Linked DNA regions of Macaca mulatta: region 2 is linked to region 1. A link is a contact called in public Hi-C data. All regions are on one chromosome and are shown on one strand. The core of a region is the stretch at or near the end of the contact, and the rest is flanking DNA. Distances in the headings are between cores, read along the strand shown. Region 1 holds the start of ABAT (4-aminobutyrate aminotransferase). Region 2 holds the start of TMEM186 (transmembrane protein 186).

Region 1 (7,146 bases), core at 1,563-4,062:
CAGGGTCTGTGGTCCATTCCATATACTACACTGTCACTCTGGGAAGGCATCGCCTAGTCCCCAGGCGCCTTAGCCCTGGCAGATTATCTACAGCAAGGGTTACAAGTTTTGCCTTCAGGCAAAAGCACCTCCCCACTTCATGATTAGAGATTTTATGACTTTGCACGTGTAATCATTGTTTCTGCTCATTTGCTGTGCGCTAAACATTTTATGAGAATTAACTCATTTTACCCCAAGGATATGTCACAGAGAGGTTAAGATCAGACACCAAGTGGCAGATTTGTGCTCCAGACCCAGATAAAAGGTCTCCAGGGACCAACCTCTCCGCCTCTCTACCGTGGTTCCCCTCATGCTTTGAACTTCGCCTTGGCAAAGTTGGGGTACAACAACCAATCCTTTAGCTGGGAACTGGGTGGGGGCAGAAACAGAGAGAGCCCCTACTTCAGACTCTCTCATTTGTAGGGACCCAGTCCCTGCTGCCTAGGGGGACGGTCCTAGAGAATCTGCCAGAATTTCAGCTCTTTTCCCATGCAATGCCCCAGGAGAAAAGACACAGGGCTCTGAATAGAGATGAGACAATGTGCAGGGAACTCAAAGCCAGAGGGCATGGGCAGGGGCTAAGAGGGAGGGGACCTTGGAGGGAAGGGATGTGACATCCTTAGGTCCTGTCCAAAGATCTTGTAGCAAAGCCAGCTAGGCAACTGAGGTTCCTGCAGTAGCCTCCACTCCAGTATCTGATTCTCATTAGCTGCAACTGATCTTATTAGCTCTCCTGGGTCAATTTGGATTTTGGCAAGCCTAGATTTGGCAATGGCCTCAATACAAAGATCACACGGGGAAGCAGGGATGCACCGACACCCAGGAATGCTTTCCCCGAGGCAACCTGCTGGGGAACAGACGTTGAGTTCCAGCTCTGCCCCTTCCTGGCTTCATGACCTTCGCAGAGCCTTGGCGCTTCCTCTGACAAGTGGGGACTTGGGACCCAGCAGTCCCCAAGTCCCCATTGTAAATGTGAGGACTGGGGCTTGTGTCAGGGATCCTAGCACCCTAAGGGTCCTGGAGGGGTTGGGGCCAGTTGTCACCCACAGGCTGGGTGACCTTGAGCAAGTCTCTTCCCCTTTTGTGCCTTTGTGTGTTTAACTGTCAAAGGAAGGGGCCACGTCTTCAATGTAGAAGCCCTTTTAGGTCTTAGGACTCCAGACTGGACCATTTACCTCTCCCTGGGGCTGATCTCTTTGGGCCTCGAGGAAACACATTTCTCTATGACTCCACGCCGCAGCACAGGCTCCAAAGAGCAAGACACGACTCACTGCCTCCCTCTCTTCTACCCCCCAACCTGACCCACCAGAGAAGAGCTCTTCCCACCCCCTCCCCACCCCCAGGTCACCAACATCCTGTCCCTTAGTCTAGCTTCATCAAAGCAGCAAAGCCAACACTGTCTCCTCCCCATTGGATGGGCCCAGTAGCACCCATCTCTCTTGGCTGAATGCCCAGGGAATTCCACCAGGCAATGCCCACAGGAGCTTGAGGGGGTGCACAGGAGTTTAGGGGGAAAATGGGGGTCCTCTTGGAAGAGGGCCAGTAGTCCTCTCAGACTGTAAGAGAGGATGCACTGAACACAGCCCTTTGTGTGTGTGTTGGGGTGGGGGGCGGGGGAGAGGTGTCGGGTGGTCTCTGCTGGTCCTACTGCCTCAGAGGCCATCTCTGCTGTCAGAGTTTGAAGACTCCTGGAAGGGCCTCTAGGCCCCGGATCCCAGTTTCAAGAGCTCCAGTCTTACTAAATCTCACTGAATCCCCCCCTGGTCTTACCTTGGCCAGGGTGGGTGAGGAAAGGTGAGAGGATGTGAAATAGGTGGGGCAGCCAGGTGTGGGAGTGGAGCTGGGGTGAGGTAGAGAAGGATGGGATTGGGAGCAGTGGGAAGATGGCGCAGGGCGTTACTAGGTTGGGGTTTGTGTGAAAGGGCTTGGGAGGAGTGGAGGGAGGTGGATGACTTGGAGGGGTGGCCAGACCTTTGCCCTGCTCCTGAGTATGAAGATCCCTCATTTTACATCTTTACTGGGGAGGACAGGGGAAATCCCCAAAAGCCTTTAATGTGGTGGTATCAGAGGCCACCCTGCCTCTCTGACGGGTAGGGAGGGGTCTCCGGCAGGGCTAAGGGTGAATCATCTATCTCTCCAGAGCTCAGTATCTGGGGTGGGAGGGTGACTTGCAGGTCTCTGCTCCGGGATTTCCTTGTCTTATGATGGGGGGAGAGCTTCCATTTTTCATGGAGGGGGAGGTCACTGTCATTTATGAGCTGAGAAGACTCCCATTATTCCGAAAGAGAGGGGAGAAGCAAGACACCCAAACTTAGTTTTTTAAGGATGGGGAAGGGGAAGGGGCATCAGTCTCCCAAGAGGTGAGGGGGCTCTAGAGACCTGGGGACCACTTTTAGGGGCCACATTCTATTTCAAGGGGTAAGAGGGAGAGGACTTCTGTCTAGAGCTGGAGCCAGGAGGAAGGGCCCATTTCTGAAGGAGAAAGGAAGGTATTTTGCTCTCTGGGTGGTAGGAGTTCCTGTCTTTTTGGGGGAGGGGCCTCGCGCCTTGGGAAGATGCGGGCTCCGTTTCTTAGGAGAAGATGCCCAGGTTTTGCTCCCTGGGGGCAGGGCAGAAGGACCTCCTCTCGGCTCTCCTCGGAAGGGCCCGTCCCAAGCCACCCGGCGCCTCGCGCTCACCTCCAGGCCCCGGCTCCGTTCCGCGGAATCCGAACCGCCGGGTTCCGACTTGCGGGATGCGCGCCCCGAGTTCCGGCCGCGCTGTGTGTCTGCTCGGCTTCCCCCAGCGACTCGCTGGACTCCCTGGCTCCGCCGAGCGTCCTGGCCAATCAGCGCCGCCAGCCCCGGCCCTCGCTCTCGCCGCAGCCAATGGTTGCGCCCGCCACGGGCCACCGCCCCCGGGAGGGAGGGGCAGGCGGGGCGGGGGCAGAGTCCAGCCTCCGGGGGCGGGGGAGACGAGGGCTGGGGCGGGACCGACCCGGGGGCTGGGAAGAGGGACCGCGAGGGCTGGGAGGAAGTGCTGGAGCTGGGGAGGAGACGGCTGAGTATCCCCGTCAAGTTGTGGGGACACTGGACCCTCTGGGGGGCAACTCCATAGGTTGATTTGACCTGGATCTTAATGGGCCTTTTACACCCTCAGGGCTGCAGGCTAGTGTAGCTCCACCTCCACTCGCGTCTCGGATCCGGTCTCTGGAGCTCTAGAGTCAGAATCAGAAGGGTTCCCTTTGCGGAGGAGGGAAGGAGCATCCCGCCCTCCCCACCTCAACCCCCATCTCGGCCCTCAGGGCCCTGCCAGCCCTTCTTGCTCCCAGCGACTTTCCTCCGCCGGGCCCCAGCACTCCGGAAGACAAACAGGGCACTGGGAGTCAGAGGGGGTTCCTTCTGCATGACCTGGAGCCGGTCACTGCGCCTCCTGATTCTCACTTTCCTGAAATTGGGACAACAGAGACTGTACCTCCTTCGTGGGTATAAACGAGACCCTAGATGTGATGAAGGTCCCTTTCTACCATTGTATAAAATGCTGTGTGGAAGCTAGGTAATACTCAGCTGTGACGGACAGATAGCCCCCACAGCTTTCTAGAGGTATTTGGAAAGAGGATGCAATCTTTCAGTGACAAAATCAAAGACACAAAGAACTGCTCATCAAGACCACAGGCGATGACCAAGTGCTCATAATGAATGAATGGATGGATGGAGATTACAGACCTTAAAAGGCAGAGAAAGAGTTCAGCTTGGTTCTCTCCACTCAGCCTGATCACTGATCACTTGGTATCCAAGATGTTACAAAAAAAAAAAAAAAAAAAAAGGAAAAAATAAGTAAAAAAGGAAAAGAGAAAAATAAATTTCAATTTTTTAAAAAAGCAATGACTAGTCAACCGAATAACTGTATTTTAACTGTATCTATTTATTTATTTTTTTAGAGACGGAGTCTTGCTCTGTCACCCGGGCTGGAGTGCAGTGGCGCGATCTCAGCTCGCTGCAACCTCCGCCTCCCAGGTTCAAGTGATTCTCCTGCCTAAGCCTCCTGAATAGTTGGGATTACAAGCGTGCGCCACTACACCTGGCTAATTGTTTAATTTTTTAATTTTTAGTAGAGACAGGGTTTTGTCATGTTGGCCAGGCTGGTCTCAAACTTCTGGCCTCCAGTGATCTGCCTGCGTCGGCCTCCCAAAGTGCCGGGATTACAGGTGTGAACCACCACACCCAGCCTGTATCTGATTTTAATTTATGGTGTAATAGTAACAGGAAGCTAGTGGCTATCATATTAAAAGCACTGATATAGCCAGCTAGTAATGCTGAGTGAAAAACTACATGTTCAGTAGGAGAAATGGTTGTTTTTGTGTATTGAAATTATGGATTATTCTAATATTACTTTATTTGCATGTCCATGTCAGTAATTTTTTTATCCCCTTTGGTTTATTTTTAATAGAAGATAAACTCTACAATGTCACTAATTTCTAATTATTCTATAATGAATATATATTACTCTGGTAATAAGAAGAAAATATTTAAAATGAAAAACAGAAAGGAATATTCTAAACCAAAGGGCCTGGAGCCAGTACTCTGGGAGGATGAGGCAGGCGGATCACTTGAGGCCAGGAGTTCGAGACCAGTCTGGCCAACATGGTGAAACCCCATTTCTATTTATAAATATATATTTTTTAAGAGTCTAAGCCAAAGGTTGACAGACTATAGCCCATAGACCAAATGTAGTTCATCATCTGTTTTCCTGTGACCATGAGCTAAGAATTGGTTTTACATATTAGATGGTTAAAAAAAATTCAAAAGAATAATAATGTTATGTGACACATAGAAACTATATAAAATTCAAATTTTACTGTGCATAAATAAAATTTTATGGGAACACAGCCAGGCCCATTTATTTATTCATTGTCTGTGAGCTACAACAGCAGAGCTGAGTAGTTGTGACAGAGACTGTGTGGCCCGAAAAGCCAACAATATTTACCTTCTGGACCTTTGCAGAAAAATCTGCCGTGTCCTAGTCTAAGGCAATCAAGGGAAATAAGAGGTGTGTGCAGCCATCTTCATTCATCTGTTCATTCATTCATTCAACTAGGTATTGAGCACCCATTTGTAGGTCAGGCCCTGGGAAAGAACATTTCTAGGGGATGAAAGGAGCTGCTTTGTCTCTACTTAAGGACCGGGGAGAGAAGGCTATTTAGAGCCAGGTGCTTCGCAAGCTGATTCTCAAATAGCTTCATTGTGATACTTGTGAAGAAAACTGTCAGCGTGTGGAAAAAGCCCTTTCCACATTGGCTTCCCTTGCATTTTCTGCCGTTCTGCAGTTTTCCTATGGAGCTGCTTGGGGTTGCAGGTGTCTGCTGGGGAATGCAGAATGTTTCCCAGAGTTTGGCTGAGGCCTGGGATGAAGACTCACCCATGCTCTGTGCCTATCAATAAGTTCCTTCCAGAAGAGCAGCTCTAGCTGGGAGGGCCCCCACTGCACTCTGGAGAGGAGAAATGAAAACGAAGGCAATGGTGAATGAGGCTCCAAGGGTACCAGTGGCCTGCACAGGAAACTCTTAGAGATCAGCAGCCCATTGTACAGAAGAGGAGACTGAGGCCCAGAGAGGAGGAAGAACTTGTCCAGAGCCAGATTAAAGCACATATTTTATTGGCTAGGCCTGTGATTTCCACATCCCTGGTCACAAAATAATAAAGAGATATCATCTATCCAAAACTATAAAGGGCATTTTGATGTGGTGGAAAGGGGATCAACTTGGGAGTCAGACCTAATATTGAATTCTAGTTCCAACTCCCAATGGCTATGTTACTCTGGACATGTCATTTACTTCCTCTCAGTCTCTATGCTCTTATCTGTAAATTGAATAAAGTATCTACGACATTTTCACATGTAAAAGAATGAAGATAGACCCTTACCTCACACCACATAAAAAACTAAACAATGGATCAAAGATCGAAATAAATATAAGACCTAACACTATAAAATTCTTAGAAGAAAATATGGGAGGGGGGAGAGATGCAATGGCTCACACCTGTATTCCTAGCACTTTGGGAGGCCAAGGCTGCCAGATCACTTGAGCCCAGGAATTTGAGATCAGTCTGGGAAACCTGGGAAAACCCCACTGTTACAAAAAATACAAAAATTAACCAGCTGTGGTGGTGTGTGACTGTGGTCTCAGTTACTTAAGAGGCAGAGGTGGGAGGATTGCCTGAGCCTGGGAGGCAGAGGTTGCAGTGAGCCAAGATTGTGCCATTGCACTCCATCTAGCCTGGGTGACAGAGCAAGACCCCATCTTAAAAACAACAGCAACAAAAAAGCATTGTGATTATACTTAATGCCATTGAATTTTACACTCTAAAATGGTAAAAAACCGGCTAATTTTGTGCAATGTGTATTTTACCATAATAAGAAAAAAAGTATGTACCATAGTAGGTCATTGGGTGGGGTAAGTAAGGGAAGTTTGCTCCTGGTCCCTGGTGGGCAGTGTCCACTGGCGCTGTACGTAGCTGTACTGGTTTTACCAGACTATCTGCTTGATTGTGAGAGGTGGGCCAGAGCTCATTCATTCATTTAGTAATTTTTCCATCAATTTGTTCAGTCATCAAATACACACTTAGCACCTACTGTGTGCCAGGTGCTAAACTGTTCTAGGCATTGGGGATTGTGGTCCTGCCCCCACGGAGCTTCCATTCTGCAGCTGGGAGAAAGTGTATAAGAAGGTGAATGTGTAACTAAGAAAGCTCTTTTCTTTTTTCTTTTCTTTTCTCCTTCCTTCCTTCCTTCCTTCCTTCTTTCCTTCCTTCCTTTCTTTTCTTTCTTCCTTTCTTTCTCTCTCTCTTTCTCTTTTTCTCTCTCTTTCATTCTTTCTTTTTTTTCTTTCTTTTTGAGACAGAGTCTTGCTCTGTCACCCAGGCTGGAGTGCAGTGGCACTATCTCGGCTCACTGCAACCTCTGCCTCCCCAGTTCAAGCGATTCTTGTGCCTCAGCCTCCTGAGAAGGTGGGATTACAGACGTGTGCCACCATGCCCAGCTAGTTTTTGTATTTTAAGTACAAATGGGGTTTTGCCATGTTGGCTAGGCTGGTCTCGAACTCCTGGTCTCAAGTGATCTTCCCACCTTGGC
Region 2 (7,146 bases), core at 1,472-3,971, 120 kb before region 1:
GTCTCGCTGTGTCTCCCAGGCTGGAGTGCAGTGTCGCCATCTCCACTCACTGCAAGCTCCGCCCCCCGGTTTCACGTCATTCTCCTGCCTCAGCATCCCGTGTAGCTGGGACTACAGGCTAATTTTTTGTATTTTTAGTAGAGACGGGGTTTCACAGCATGAGCCAGGATGGTCTCGATCTCCTGACCTCGTGATCCGCCCGCGGCCTTCCAAAGTGCTGGGATTACAGGCGTGAGCCACCGCGCCTGGCCCTGAATATCTTTTTTAAAAAGTTACTAGAAATTTAGAAAATACAAAAAACCATTTAATTCACCGTCAGTATATAAACACTTGGAGTTCAATGATTTTTCTTTAAAAAATTTTTTTAGAGTAACACATGAATCTGATTAAAATAAAACTGCATAGAAGGGCTTGTAATAGAGTGCAATCTTTTCTACTCTCACAGTGGAATTTGAACCTATTAGACAAAATCTAGAACTGCAGGAGTGGCCCTTAAGAGTCAGAACGCAGTGGCTCATGCCTGTAATCCCGGAACTTTGGGAGGCTGAGGCAGGTGGATCACAAAGTCCGGAGATGGAGACCATCCTGGCCAACATGGTGAAACCCTGTCTCTACTGAAAATACAAAAATTAGCCAGGCGTGGTGGCGGGCGCCTTAAGTCCCAGCTACTCAGGTGCCTGAGGCAGGAGAATCGCTTGAACCTGGGAGGCGGAGGTTGCAGTGAACTGAGATTGCACCACTACACTCTAGCCTGGCGACAGAGTGAGACTCTGTCTCAAAAAAAAAAAAAAAAAAAAGAAGAGTCAGAACTGTGAAAATCAGATCAGAAGCACTTTCCTGAATGGCATACCTAGTAACTAGGACAGCTTCCACCTTAGCACAGATAGGAAATGGCAAACTTGACAGGAACCAATGTCCTGAGGCTCAGGGGCTTGTACCAGGTCGGCTGTGTGAAACTGAGGAGGTTAGTTCTTCACTGAGTGTGTTTCCTTATGTTTAAAAAGGTAATAACAACTATCCTACCTGGAAAGAAAGATGAAGGAAGGTTGAGAGGGTCCAGCGAAATCATGAAAAAGGGTTGGCAATGTAAACCCTAGACCGCTATGGCCCACAGACCACACTGGGCAGCTGTTTGTTTCTGTAACAAATAAATACAGTTTTACCGGTACACAGCCACTCTGTGTTTACATAGGGTTTATGGCTGGTTTTGTACTAAAGTTCAGTGGCTACTATAGACCATATGGTCTGCAAAGACAAAAGTATATGCTATATGGCCCTTTACAAAAAATGAATTGGGGACCGGAGTATTAGACCACTATGGGCTTTTAACAACCCCAAGTGTGTGATAGCTGAATTTCAGAATCAGAAAAAGCCTTTGAAGAACTTGGGAGTTGAGTGTCATCACTAGGTAGATCAAACCTGTGGCTGACAAGGGCAAAATGATACGTCTAAGGTCACACGCATTTCACGTGGCTTTCTGGAGCACACCATTGTTACCACCAAGCGAAGACTACGAGGGGTGAGGATATTAGTTGAGGATAGTGAGACCATTGGGGTCCACTCTCAAGTTGAAATGGCCGGTTGTCAGTGGCCAATTTCTGAAAAGGGGACAGGAAAGCCTCATCTCAAGGCTGATAGTGACTGAAACTTATCTGTGCCTGTAGCAGCAAAATCTGGAAGTGGAAAGCAAGTTTCGAAAGGCCCAAAGAGGCTCTCAGCGGGCAGCCTGTAATAACCTAGGGCTCCTCCATCTTCCTAGTCCACTGCAGGGGCTGGAGATGGGTGTGGTGGAGGTGGTTACTATTTACTGAGGCCTAGTGTGCTGTGTGCAACATACTTTCAAGAACTTACACAATCTCATTTGATCCTCACAGTCACCATATGGAACACGTAATATCCCCATTTAAAGCTGTAGATGCTGAGGCTCAGAAAGGTTAATGACTTGCTCAAGGTCACACAGCTGTGAAGAGGTGAAGATGAGACTCCACTAGGTCGATTTCACCTGGAAACCTGTTTTTAATATAATGACTCACGGCACAGCCCATTGGTTACAGGATTGAGGCCGGCAAACAGCTGATAAGGGGCACACAGCTGATGTCGGGTTCAAATCCTGGTCCATCGGTCCCGAGGACTAGCGGTGAGTCCAGATTGCATTTTCCAACCAAGCATAAGTTTCCTTCTCTTAAGAGTTCTTCAGCCCCGTCTCATCTTTCCAAGCATCAGAGCTCTTGAAGAGCTGGTTAGGGCCTCCCTCTCATCCCTCCAGGGCACCTAGAATAGGGTCCAGCCCCCGTGAGGACGCAGGCGGTCCTTAGCCAGCCCTTGGCGCCGACCCTGGGTAGTCGATAGCTCCAACTGGGAACAGCACGGACTCTGAGTCGGCTGCCACCAGCCCGCCGGGCGCCACTTACCTGCCGCGGGGCGGTGAGGGTCCCATCCACGTCGAAGAGGCAGAGCGCTGGGCCAGGAGCTGCCATGTCCCCAGCGTCTAACCGCACCTCGCAAGACTCATTGGCATCAGGAACTCGGCCCGGAACTTCCGAGTTCGGCCCCCGAGCCGCAGGGCACGTCGGGAAGAGGAGGAGACTCCGTTCCCACAACGCCTGGGACTAGCGCCAGCCACGATTCCTGGACCGCAAATCCCAGGGTGCAACGCGGATCACGCCCGCCTTGTACATTCGAGCATGCGCTCTTAGAGGTTCCGGGGGCCGGTGGGACTTACTTCCGGCAGCAGGCTGTGGAGCCATGGTAAGGAGGCTGGTGGCGATCCTTGAGGGGGTGATGCTCTTTGGGGGTCGGTCGGGGTCAGAGCTGGGGCAGGCAGGCACGACGCCTGAGTTTCGGACCTGAAGAATCCGTGGGAGGAAGCTCTGGCGTGGGTTACCATTCGCCATTCCCGGGCTTTCTCTGCCCTCCTTGCGTCACGTGCTCACAGTAGTAATAGCTAAAACTCGCCGAGCTCTCACAGCGCATCAGGTACTAAGTTGAGGGCTTTGAAACCATCTTCTCGTTCACTGTGTTCTGAGTCCCCATTTTGAAAGCCGAAGAAACCGAAGCTCAGGGGTGTGGAGTGATTTGCTCAAGAATCCACAGGTAGTGACTGATGGAGCCAGAATTGGAACCAGAGCTTTTACTGCTTCACTACCCACCTAATAATATGTTTGTGCTACGTGTAGGGGCCTCCCTGCCTCGCTCCTCCTCCTCCTCGTTGTTTCCCCTTCCCCTGACTAGGTTAAGGGAAAGCAGCAGTTCCCTCCAGCACCCAAGATAACGTAAACAGAATTAGAAAGTTTGTTGGGATAACTATCTCACAGATTTGTTGCTTGAGTTCCCCACTAAGACATTGATTATTCAGTTTCCTGCTTGGGGAAATGTTCACACCCCCTTGTGGATCCATTGTCCAGCCCAGAGTTGGGACTCCCTAGATATGTTTTGAATTATTGATGGCCGCACCTCCTTTCTTGTATTTCTTTGGAATTGCCTGATGGAAGGAGGACTCTGCTGCACTCACTGACTGTGTGTTCTTTGGTAAATATCTTACCCTCTCTGGGCTTAGTTTCCCTAGTGGTAAAGTGGAAATAGTGATAACTATCTTAGATAGCTGTTGTGATGCCCACATGAGATAACATCTGGCTTTACCCTTCCCTCCTCTGGCAATAATGGTGACCTTGCAGGATTGGCAGAAGCCTTGGAGTATGGTGCTTTGCAGATGTTCACCGTGTGATTAATGTGGTTGAATTCCATGAGAGAAATCGTCTACTGTCTCCCTTTCAGGCTGCCCTTCTCCGAGTTGTGCCTAGATTTCGGGGAAAAGCTGCGTGGGAAAGGCCTCTCCATGGGTTGTGGTGCTGCAGTGGGCAGGAGGATCCTAAGAGGTGGGTGGGGAGCAGGTCACCCACCTCGAAGGAGAAACCACCAAACCAAGAGACTGAGAAATTCTGGATGTTTTACCGTTTTGATGCCATCAGAATCTTTGGGTTCCTGTCTCGACTGAAGTTGGCACAGACTGCCCTGACAGTGGTAGTTTTGCCACCAGCCTGTTACTGGTATTCCCAGGGCCTCCTGACTCTCAACACCGTGTGCCTGATGAGTGGGATATCGGGCTTTGCCCTGACCATGCTGTGCTGGATGAGCTATTTCTTTCGGAGACTGGTTGGTATCCTGTATCTGAATGAGTCTGGCACCATGCTGCGGGTGGCCCATCTGAGCTTCTGGGGCTGGCGGCAGGACACATACTGTCCCCTGGCAGATGTGATTCCCCTGACAGAAACCAAGGACCAGCCTCAGGAGATGTTCATGCGTATCCAGCGGTACAGCGGGAAACAGACCTTCTACGTCACCCTGCGCTATGGACACATCCTGGACAGAGAGCGTTTCACGCAGGTGTTTGGGAGACATCAGATGTTCAAGTAAACAACTGGGGCCTGGACCTCTGGGTAACCCTGGGTCACCTGGATTGACAGGAAGGCTGAGGGTGTGGGCACAGCTGAAGAAAGGGGATTGGGTACTTGGAGACTTTGCCTGGGCCCCTGGGAACATGTGTTTTGTGATGAAGAAATTCACAAGGCAAGAGCTGGTGTCCAGGTTTAGGAAAAAGGCTCTAAGCAAGTTCTTACAGCACTCGTGTGTGACATTCAGTCAGATAACGGCCAGAAGTTTTTGTTAAGAGCCAGTTCTTAGAAGAACCTATGCCAGGGTCACCCAGACAGTCCATTGGTGTGAAATTGAAAGGCAAAGAGGTGTGGTGGGGGAGCATAGGATTTGGAGTCAGAAGTCTCAGTTCTGTCACTTGTCCTGGGGTGGGTTATTGAGTCTCTTTGAACCTTGGTTTTCACATCTGTAAAATGGAAAGCCCTGCTTGTTTCGTGGGATGGATGTGGGAATAAATGTCAAACGTGTGGCAGACTCAGCAGCCTAGAGCAGATAGCATTAAGCATTTGGTCAGAGGTTTTGGCATGGAGAAAGGCTTCGAGCAGTCAGCAGGGACTTCCAGAGCCCTGTGCTGTGCCCCTCACACATCCAGCAGCAGAAAGGTCTGCCAGGATGTTAACTACACATCGATGAGCAGCGATGTCGTCCAAGTGAGCACGAAACCCCATTTGAGATTTGTTCACCACGCTGAGATCTAGAGGCTCTTGCTTTGGATGGCCCTGCAGTGTAATAAAGCCTAATGGACCGTATGCTGGTACGTTCTTTTATAAACTAAAGCCAGTTATATGCATTGCCCTGCATAATTAATAATACATGTTCATTATGCAATTTGTAACACAGTAAAGAGGAAGGAAGGCATGATCTTTATTATTTTGCCACTCGAAAGTCAATAAGAATGTTTTATTGCCGGGCGCGGTGGCTCACACCTGTAATCCCAGCACTTTGGGAGGCTGAGGCGGGTGGATCACGAGGTCAGGAGATCGAGACCATCCTGGCTAATGGTGAAACCCCGTCTCCACTAAAAAATACAAAAAAAAATTAGCCGAGTGTAGTGGCAGGCACCTGTAGTCCCAGCTACTCGGGAGGCTGAGGCCGGAGAATGGCATGAACCTGGGAGGCGGAGCTTGCAATGAGCCGAGATCGCGCCACTGCACTCCATCCTGGGCGACAGAGCGAGACTCCCTCTCAAAACAAAACAAAACAAAAAATAATAATGTTTTATTGTGTAGCCTTCCATTTTTCTTTCTTTTTTTTTTTTTGTGAATTTGTTTTTATTGGGGAACAGGGCACAGGGTGGAAGATGTCACCTTGGGCTATGGTGTGTCCCACCTCCCAGAGAATGTCCATTTGCATTCTAATCTTCCTGGGATGCTTTATGGAACTTTTTCTTCTTCTTGGAGCTGCTCTTGCCAGCTGCCTCTTCAGGCCCACTGCTGACTGGCTCCTCTTTGGAGAATTTCCTCTTTTTCTTGGAGCCACGCCTTCCATTTTTCTTAACCGTACCAAGATACACCTAAAATTTATCCTTTTACTCATATTTAAGAGTGTAATTCAGGGACATTAAGTATATTAACAGTGTCGTACAGGCTGGGCGCAGTGCCTCACGCCTGTAATGCCAGCACTTTGGGAGGCTGAGGCGTGTGGATCACTTGAAGTCAAGAGTTCAAGACCAGTCTGGCCAACATGGCGAAACCCTGTCTCTACTAAAAGTACAAAAATTACCTGGGCATGGTGGTGGGCACTTGTATTCCCAGCGACTAGAGAAGCTTGAACCCGGGAGGCAGAGGTTGCAGTGAGCTGAGATCACGCCACTGCATTCCAGCCTGGGCGACAGAGCAAGACTATCTCAAAAACAAACAGAACAGAACATGTTGTACAACCGTCACCACCATCCATTTCCAGAATGTTGTCATTAACCCAAATAGAACTAAGATACCTATTGAACAATAATTTCCTTCTTTTTCCAGCCCTTGGCCACCACTAATCTGCTTTCTGTCCCTCTGGATCCGCCTATTCTGGATATTTCATATAAATGGAATCATATAATATGTGACCTTTTGTATCTGGCCTTTTTTTGGAGATGGAATCTCCCTATGTTTCCCAGACTCGAGAGCGGTGGCGCAATCTCTGCTCACTGCAACCTCCGCCTCCCCGGTTCAAATGATTCTCCTGCCTCAGCCTCCCAAGTAGCTGGGATTATAAGTGCCTGACACCACGCCTGGCTAATTTTTGTATTTTTAGTAGAGATGGGGGTTTCACCATGTTGGCCAGGCTGGTCTCAAATTCCTGACCTCAAGTGATCCCACCCACCTCGGCCTCCCACAGTGCTGGGATTATAGGCGTGAGCCAGCACAGCTGGCCTGTATCTGGCTTCTTTGACTTGGTGTAGTGTTTTCAAGGTGCATCCATGTTGTAGCACGTGTCAGTGCTATTTCTTTTTTATGGTTAAATACATTTATGGGTGCAGTGTATATTGTCTGTATATACCACATTTTGTTTGTCCATTCATCTGTTGGACGTTTGAGTTGTCGTCACCTTTTGACTGTTAATGAATGAACATTTGGCTATTGCTATGAACACTGGTATACAAGTATCTGTTCGAGTCCCTGCTTTCAGTTGTTTTGGGTACGTACTGAGAAGTGGATTTACTGGATCCTGTGGTAATTCTGTTTATTTTTGAGGACCTGCCACTTTTCCACAGCGGCTGTACCATTT

What was found. Hi-C and Micro-C count contacts between places; a contact is called where the count stands out from the background.
Region 2: a Hi-C map of liver shows a contact between it and region 1, with 2.4 times the contacts expected there. The contact joins the promoter of TMEM186 here to the promoter of ABAT in region 1. A contact is called at or near these places in 5 of 14 Hi-C or Micro-C datasets (blood, cortical neurons, fetal cortex germinal zone and 2 more).

Annotation. Positions count from the first base shown.
Region 1 is chr20:9,901,834-9,908,979 of T2T-MMU8v2.0, reverse strand. ABAT (4-aminobutyrate aminotransferase) reads right to left here and starts at 2,812. Exons shown (of 17, transcript XM_077984771.1): 1 at 2,718-2,812.
Region 2 is chr20:10,019,835-10,026,980 of T2T-MMU8v2.0, reverse strand. It overlaps TMEM186 (transmembrane protein 186), which reads left to right and starts at 2,721. Exons shown (of 2, transcript XM_001103641.5): 1 at 2,721-2,748; 2 at 3,775-5,180. The coding sequence starts at 2,746. The coding sequence ends at 4,413. It overlaps PMM2 (phosphomannomutase 2), which reads right to left and starts at 2,529. Exons shown (of 8, transcript NM_001257433.1): 1 at 2,412-2,529. The coding sequence starts at 2,477.